Linked DNA regions of Cricetulus griseus: regions 1 and 3 are each linked to region 2. A link is a contact called in public Hi-C and Micro-C data. All regions are on one chromosome and are shown on one strand. The core of a region is the stretch at or near the end of the contact, and the rest is flanking DNA. Distances in the headings are between cores, read along the strand shown.

Region 1 (2,727 bases), core at 18-2,517, 130 kb after region 2:
ATTCTAAATAGTATTGTCTTCCTTGTCTAAATCAGAAGTCTTCATGAATGTTTCACAGAATTACTAAGAAATTAATATCCCATGTCAACTACCTTCCCATTAGTTACATGCCTTATGTTTGAGTATGTCTGGCTTAACATTTTTTTCTATACACATTGCAGAAGGCACCTGCTCCTTCTAGTACTTATTGCTACACTACGTAACAAACTAAAAACAGTTTGAAAGCCAATGGAAAATGGCTTTCTTTAAAGGACACATACCTGTAAGGAAAGGCAGCAGTTCAGTTCGAGTCCTTTCCACTCCGAGTGCTAAAGCAATAGTAGATAACTTCTTGATACTGTTGAGACGGAGCTTCAAAAATAAAGTGGGAAGAAGAACAAAGCAAAGAGATGGTTGCAATTCAGGTCAAAAGAAGCAAATAGGTGAAACACTGGTATACAGTATATAACGAGGATGAGTCTTTCACTTAGATCTTATTCCTAAAATAACTCAAGGACCGTTTAAACACGTCATTAGCCAGAGGCTATCCTAGGGAGAACACTGAAGGGCCGGGAAAGAAATGAATGAATGAAAACACGCGGGCAGTGAGAGATTCTGAAAAGAGAGAACTCTGGACCGAAGGAAGCAGGTGAAACGGTTAAACACAACTCCTCCCTTTTCAGAGAAAAGTTCCATCACAACTGATGCACCACTCATCTGTGTTAATCAGCTGTGGCGCTCTTCCCACCCAACTAGCCAGGCCAGTTTGCCAGCAGAGACAGGCACTCCGCAGCGCTTCAAAGGCAGCCTGGTGCCCGGGCCGCTCCTCCGCTCCCGGGCGGCCCCGCAACCCACCAGCAACCCACCGGTGCTCGTCCACCGGAGGCGGGAACTGGCTTGGCTCCCCGCCCACTGCCGGAGCAGCCGGGTGCCACCACCCCAGAGGCTCGAGGTCGAGCTGCTGGGAGTCCAGGCGGACCACCACGGAGCCTCCGCCACCCCGTCCCCTACGAGCGCTGAATACAGCTCTGCCGTCCCCGGGGCCGCCCCCACGGCTGAGCCGGCCTTCCCGCTTCTCCACCATGTGCGCCTCCGCCCTCTCCTCGACTCCCCAGCCCCAGCCTAGTACCTGCACGTCCTCATTGCGGAGCTCGTCGATTAAAACCGCGATCGGGTAGAGCGAATCATCTCCATCTCCGCCGGCTGCACCCGGACCGGCCCCGGGCCCCGCTGCGCCCGCCATGTTCTTTCTCCTCTGGCTTGTCGCCGCCGTACGCCCCGCGCCCCGGCCACGCCCCGCGCCCCGGCCACGCCCCACGCCCCGGCCACGCCCCACGCCCGGGAAGGCGGGGCTAAATCCAATCGGCCGGCTCTGGGGAAGCAAAGGAGTCGAGTTTTTAGCCTGGGCGCAGAGGCTCCGTCCTGACCCCCATTGCTGAAACTGGAGGTCTGAACTCCAGAAGAAGGGCGGGCTGAGAATACCAATGGAACCCCTGCATCCTTTCCTCAGCCGAAAGAAACATGGGCAGGGATTCATCCTCTGCTCGCTGTGCTCTGAAGGAGAGGGGTCTGCCTGAGTGATGGGTGCCGAACCTCAGTAGAACTCCAGGCCAGAGACTGTACCCTAGGCCAGGAGGAAGAAACTTTAGCACCTCCCCCAGTTTCATGGTGGCCTGGAGCCACTGGGTCTGAGCCCTGATTTCCCCCTGGGCGAGAAGCCTCCACACAACCCCTCCAGCTCTTCCTCTGGCCTGTTTGCCAAAATCGTGGCTGGCTCCTCCTACTTAAGACAAATAATGAGTGCGGTGAGGGAAAATGAACAGTGCTGTCCAAACTCCCCAGTCAATATTTTTTCCACGCAAGTTGTTTAAAACATGCTCTCTTGTTTTTGTGTTTCTTTTCAGTGTGGTACTGGAATGGCGCCTTCTGTTGTATTGTCTTCCTTTTTTCACTGCTCTACAGCAAGAAGCCCAACCACCAAGCTTAACTATGCACAGTTTTAATCTCCCCGGGTTCGGTGGGGTGGAAGGACCGGCCTCCCTAGACCTCCAGAAGTCCTCCTAGAGGACCTCAAGAGGAGGTGGTCCTGGGCGTTGTTTCTTACAGAACTTAAAGGATTAAGTTTTCACTTGCCCTCTGTAATTGCACCAAGTAACTTGAATGCCCTGTCTTTTCATGTTTTAGACTAAGATGAAGCAGCTTAGATTGGTAGTTCTGTACGACCATCACAAGTTCTCAAATGACACTATTCTGTGCCTTAATGAAATTGTTAAGTTACTAATAAATGCAATTTAGGAGGTAAGGGTTTGTTTTTTGTTTTTGTTTTTAAAATATGGGACTCTTAGCAGGAAACAGTCTTTAGTAGTCAAAGCTCGAAAACCAACAGACTTCAGCAGTTTTGGTTTTTGTTTTCTTTTCTCAAAGTGGGTCTGTGAATGTATGCTTGAAGGCTTTCATTTTATTTTTATTTTGATAACTTTTGGATTCCCATAAGGCACCGGCTGGACTACTGGGTTGACTTTTTTTAAATTATAAAAACGTGTGTGTGTGTGTGTGTGTGTGTGTGTGTGTGTGTGTGTTGTGTACACACATAAGCCACTGAACACATATGGTCAGAGGACAACTTGCATAGTGGGTTATCTCTTTTTACCACCTGGGTTCCAGTAGCTGAACTCAGGTTTGTCAGGCTTGGTGGCACACACACCTTTATCCACTGAGCCATCTAGTTTGTTCCAAGGACTGCTTTAT
Region 2 (2,700 bases), core at 72-2,571:
TAGGGCCCAAGAGGTGACTCGTTGGGTAAAGGCAACTGCAGCATGCCTGACCGCTTGAGTTCCATTTTTCTAGGACCCACATAGTGGAAATAGAGAACCAGCTCCCACAGTTTATCCGATGACTTCTATAAAAAAATAAATAAAATGTGAAAGTAATATTACTGTTATTTCTATTACTATAATATTACTATTATTTCCAAATTGTTCATTTCTGATGCGCAGTTTGTTCAGATTTGGCAATGATGAGTCCCTTCAAGCTGTATTCTCTTTTGACACATTCTTTCTGTTGTATACAAAAAAAAATCTCCTTGCTTACTCATATAAGTTCTTTCAAGGGTGTCTCATACTTTCCCTGGCTGCCTTGGACTGAGTCATTACTCCCAGCAAATTGGGTTCCTTTTCATGGAGAATGTATAACCGGGAACCAAGGTCTGGACGCATATATTTAAGATACTAAAATGTCGCTGCTTACTTAGGTCACCGTATGGAATACTGGTGTGATAATTTATGATTAGAATTCTAGCATTACCTGTGTAGCAACTCCCTCCATTCTAGCAACCTGCTGCATCATCTGGAAATAAATTGAATAGTTTCTAAGCGTTTACAAATTCCCTAACAGTTTGAGGAAGTATGGCATAAGATATAGTCACCTCTCCTCTCAAATATGTAAAACTGTGCCTACGTTTCAGGGGTTCCCGGCTTCGAATTCCGGATTTAAGTCATCTCTAGGGTCTCTTCAGAGCTGACTTTTTCTTTCTTTCTTTTTTTTTTTTTCTCTTTTTTTTGTAAGTGGCCGATTGCTGTGAGTAGAAATCCTCACAGACGTCAAAAAGTGGAGAGACTTAGATAGTAACGAGCAGGAGGGCTAAAAAGAACACAAAGAAAAGAGGCTGTGAGCAACGTGTTGCTCAGCCACGGTGTTCCTCGGGCTCCAAATTTAGCGCAGCAGTCTTCCTGCGGGCGAGCTTTTGGCGGGAAGGGCCGCAGGCGGGCGGAGAACGCTAGGCGACCCTACAGGCCACGCGCAGGCGGCACGCTGCACCCTCCGCTCGGCCCACCAGGGCTCGCTCTTGCCCTTCTGCTGGAAGGCAGCAGGAAGGGGGCGGAGCAGACGGCGACCCCGCCCCCGGCCCCGGCGAGGCCGGAGTAGGCTGAGGAGAGGGCGCCGCGGCCGGAAGCACAGTGCCCGCCGGAGCCGCGCGCCGCCCCTCCCTCCCGCCACCGACGTCGGAGCTGCCGCGGTAGCTATGGTGACCGGTGGAGGCCCGCCCCCGTCCCCTGCCCCGGCCCCCTGACGTCGGCTCACGTCAGCGCCGGCGCGCGCCTGGCTGGGCCCTGTGGGGCGGGAGGGAAGCAGCGCCGGAGCGAGCACTGCGGCCGTCGCCCAGAACCCAGCCGCGCCGCCCGCCGCCCTCCTGCCTGCTCAGCGCCGCTTCGCGCCGGCCCGCTCGTTCGCGCTCCAGTCGCCGTGTCCTGCAGCGGGGGCCCAGCATGGTCATGGCGGATGGCCCGAGGCACTTGCAGCGCGGGCCGGTCCGGGTGGGGTTCTACGACATCGAGGGCACGCTGGGCAAGGGCAACTTCGCCGTGGTGAAGCTGGGGCGGCACCGGATCACCAAGACGGAGGTGCGGCACCACCGGGGTTCGGCGGGAGCGTGGCATGGTTGCGCCCCGGGCGGGGAACGGCGGGCCTGGCTCTGTGGGGACCGCGGGGTGCAGATCGGGGGGGTGGGTTGTCCCTGGGAAGCCACACAGGCTTCCGTCCCGAGCCTCCCACCCGGGGACCTGGTCTGTGGCCTCTGCTCCCAAGCCCAAGTTCCGCGTCTTCCCGGCTTTCGGCTGGGGGTGGGGTGGGAGGGGAAGTCTCGATGCTCCAGGTCCGCGCGGGGACCAACGTCGCCGGCGGGAGAAGGGGACCGGCAGCTCCTGGACTTGGCGGACACGTAGCGCGACCCTAATCAGGAGTCCCTCGCTGCTAGGCGAAGAGGGGGCGCCGCGGACCCGACCGGTGCGGACGGACCGCTGTCTATTTTCTTTGCTTTGGGCCCGCAGGGTCTCTGATTTGGTGCCTGACTGGCTTGATCTCTTGCCGGAGGTATATCTAATACTCCAGACAATAGAACTGGTTGAAAATGGTCATCTCAGCTCTGCACCGTCGTCTGAGGTTGTCCCTTTACCAGGTGTGCATACTGACTCCAAGCACGCATTCCTTAAGCCACATCAGATGGACTACTCAGAAAGCCCTCAACTGCTTCCTTACAGTGACTCCAGCATCCCCCTCCATGGTGCATTCTAATGCACCGCACATATTTTCTCCCCGAGTCTCTGTTCTTACCTAGCCCACCCCCTTCCTTCCATTGCCTCAAGCTGCTCTCCTCGGGGTCTCTATTTTAAGACGTGCAAATTAAATACCTTGGAAAAAAACGATCGAAACAAAACCGTTTTTTTAGACTACAACCTAGTGGTTTTGACGTACTCTATTCTGCCTTATGATTTCCACTGTAGTTTCACCGGTTTTCAGTTTGTCTCCCCAAATTTCATCTCGTCCGGGTTTTTTCCCTAGTACATTTCTTAAGAACGTTCTAGCCTTTGAATGTAGAACTTAAACGCCCCCCCCCCACGGAAGACTTACGTAAGGTTAAGGGCATTTAAAAGCCTGAGTGTTTTCTTAGCAGTAGTACTTAGAAGTTTTGCTTCGTG
Region 3 (2,700 bases), core at 132-2,631, 130 kb before region 2:
CCAGCCTCTGTGGCCAAGCACAGCTGTGCCCCCTCACAGTCCCCAGGCTCCCTCCCTGAGAACCCTCCCACCCAGTCCACCTCCTTGGCCCCTGCCCACCTCCTTGGCCCCTGCCCTGGGCCCTCTGGAGTTCCAAAGGAAGCTGGGTGTATAGTTCCCAAAGTCGCTGTCCTGGGTGACTGAATCCCTACTGGTAAACAAGTCAAAGTGTCTTTGACCCAGGCTGCTGAGGCAGTGGCCCTGGCTGCAGAGGAAGAGTCTAAGCGGAGGCAAAGCCTGGCAGGCCAGTATGCAGCAAGCCTTAGTCACCAGCTGGAGCTCCTTCACCAAGACCTCTGTGCCAGGCAGGGCCAGTGGGCCTCTTTCTGCTCCGCGTTGATGGAAGCTCAGTGGCTGCTAAAGACACCTTCAAGCTCTAACCCAGGGAAGTCCCCCCAGCCTGGGCAAAGCCCCAAGGGGTATGTACCTGGTTAACCTGAGTCAGGCTTTTAGGGAAGGAATGAGTATGACTTCACAGGGTCCCAGAAGTAACCATACTAACGTGTCCTTTTCCCATGCCTCATTATCTCTGCCCTTTGACCACCCTGTCATGTCCTGTGTCTCTGCAGGGTGCCTTCTCAGCTGGACATACTGCTGGGCCACTTGTCCCAGGCCATGCTGCAAGAAGGCCACCGCTTGAAGGCCTGGGGCTTCCTGGGCACTGGCACAGGGGCGGAGCTGCTACAGCCAGGTAAGCCCCACTTGGACTCATCTGGGGTCTTCGGGGAGCTGGTCTCTGCCTTGAAATTAGTCCCTGCATTCCGGGTGACAGGCACCACAGAAACTCAAGTTCTGCCCCTAAGGCACCTGCAGCAGGGAGCGTTGAGGGGATTGCAAAGCAGTTGAGTGCCCCGGGGGTTGGGAGGGGGTTCCTGTTCAATGACCCCACACAAAATAGAATAGGGAAGTTCAGAAATAGGGAGGCCAGAGAAGGAAATCATACAAATGACAGCTTTGCAGACCACGTGATAGTTCTTTAAAGTAAAAGCCAGGTATAAATGTGAACCATCAATTTTGGAAAGTGTTGGATTTGCCTGGAAAAGATATCCCTTGGTGATTTAAAAGTATGCTGAGTTCTGGAAATTCCCACCCCCAACTCGATACCCACATACCTTTCCCCAAAGGACCCCCAACCAGCCTGTAGTCTGACGAGATCTCAGTGGTGCATTCCAAGGGAAAAGCAAAAAAAACAAGGCCTCTGTCCTGGGGAGCACCATCCTTGTGGGACTGGGGTGAAGTTCTTGCTAACTTCTTCCTGTCACCATGAAGACTTGTAGCCTTCCCTAATCACCTCAGGGGAGGCCCAGCAGGCAGCCTTTGCTTTCCTGCAGCCTCAGCGTGTCCTGATGACATCATCGTGAATCCTGTCACCAAGTTAATGGTTCCTGGGCCCAACTGTATGATGCTCCCAGTCAGTGGCCACATGGGGCCCATACCCCCTGGCTACTTTATCCACCCTGACACTGGGCGTGTGCTGCCTCAGACTGGACACCTGGGATATGATCTGCTGAAGGCAGCCCTGATACCCATTACTGACTATAATGCAGGTAAGACCCTGGCCCACTAACTAGCCCCAACCTTACTTTGGGTTTCAGAGACAGGGCAGAGCTCCCTGGGGACCTCAAGAATGAATACCCAGGGACCACAGCCCAGGCAGCAGGGCTCTATTCTTGGACAGGGGTCTTGATGACTAGCAAACTAGTAAACACCTCTTTCTCCTCCTCCTCCTCCTCCTCCTCCTCCTCCTCCTCCTCCTCCTCCTCTTACTATTTCCACTGGATTCAGGTGGCACAAGCCTTTTATCCAACACTTGGGGGGCAGAGGCAGGCAGATCTCTTGTGAGTTTGAGGCCAGCCTGCTCTACAAAGCGAGTTCAAGGCCAGCCAGGGCTATACAGAGCCTGTATACCCTGTCCAAAAAAGGGGGGCAGAAAACTGTTCAACAAATGAGAACAGGTGTTCACAGCTACTTTTTTTCCCCTGATCTGTAGAATGGGTGGGGGAGGGGAAGAGGCAGGCGGGGAGGCTGGCAAGTAGATGGGTACCCATACCTCCCTGTCTCCCTATCCAGATGTTGTCCGAACATCAGAGGTTGCTGTTCTCCCCTACTTGCCCTACCCAACAAGTCCTGTGACAGGTTGCCCTCCAGCCACTCGCCTGCCTACCCTACAGCCAAGAAGAACATCACAGCTGGGGGCTCTCATGTCTGACCCCATCACAGGCATCGAAGTGCCTGTGCTTGCTGTGACTCTGCACCCCCAAACAAGGCAGTGGCTCACTCTTGGAGGGACATACTGCAATCCTCTCACCAAGACATTGGCCCCTTTGGAGTTGGGGGGCCCCATGAAGGACCCAGTCACAGGAGGCATCGTGCCAATTCTAGGCGTTGGGCTGGATGAACACACAGGTCTGGCAACCTTTGGTCTCTTCCACCCTGTTGTCCCTGTCTGGCCTGGATGCCCAATTTCTCCCAGCCTCCAACTTCCTCTTGCTCTGGCCAGGCTGGAAACTATGCCCCATCCTCTCTTTCCGCTCTGCCTCTGCCTCTCTGTTAAGCATCCCCAAGATGATTTTACAGTAGAAGTAAACCCAAGAGGGCAGCTCTTCCTGCCAGTACCACATACTCCCCTTGTTCTTGTCCTTGGTACTGCATGGCCCTGCT

Evidence for each region. A called contact is a pair of places that touch in the nucleus more often than the background predicts.
Region 1: a contact with region 2 is called in a Micro-C map of the CHO-K1 cell line, with 3 times the contacts expected there. The contact joins the promoter of Ppp2r1b here to the promoter of Sik2 in region 2. A contact is called at or near these places in 4 of 8 Hi-C or Micro-C datasets (the CHO-K1 cell line, fibroblasts and liver).
Region 3: a contact with region 2 is called in a Hi-C map of the CHO-K1 cell line, with 8 times the contacts expected there. The contact joins the promoter of LOC103160929 here to the promoter of Sik2 in region 2. A contact is called at or near these places in 3 of 8 Hi-C or Micro-C datasets (the CHL-YN cell line and the CHO-K1 cell line).

Annotation. Positions count from the first base shown.
Region 1 is chr4:162,627,166-162,629,892 of CriGri-PICRH-1.0, reverse strand. It overlaps Ppp2r1b (serine/threonine-protein phosphatase 2A 65 kDa regulatory subunit A beta isoform), which reads right to left and starts at 1,267. Exons shown (of 15, transcript XM_035443692.1): 1 at 1,109-1,267; 2 at 261-351. The coding sequence starts at 1,222.
Region 2 is chr4:162,761,725-162,764,424 of CriGri-PICRH-1.0, reverse strand. Sik2 (serine/threonine-protein kinase SIK2) reads left to right here and starts at 1,321. Exons shown (of 16, transcript XM_027412165.2): 1 at 1,321-1,626. The coding sequence starts at 1,492.
Region 3 is chr4:162,894,938-162,897,637 of CriGri-PICRH-1.0, reverse strand. LOC103160929 reads left to right here and starts at 1,381. Exons shown (of 17, transcript XM_027412173.2): 1 at 1,381-1,586; 2 at 2,110-2,445. The coding sequence starts at 1,418.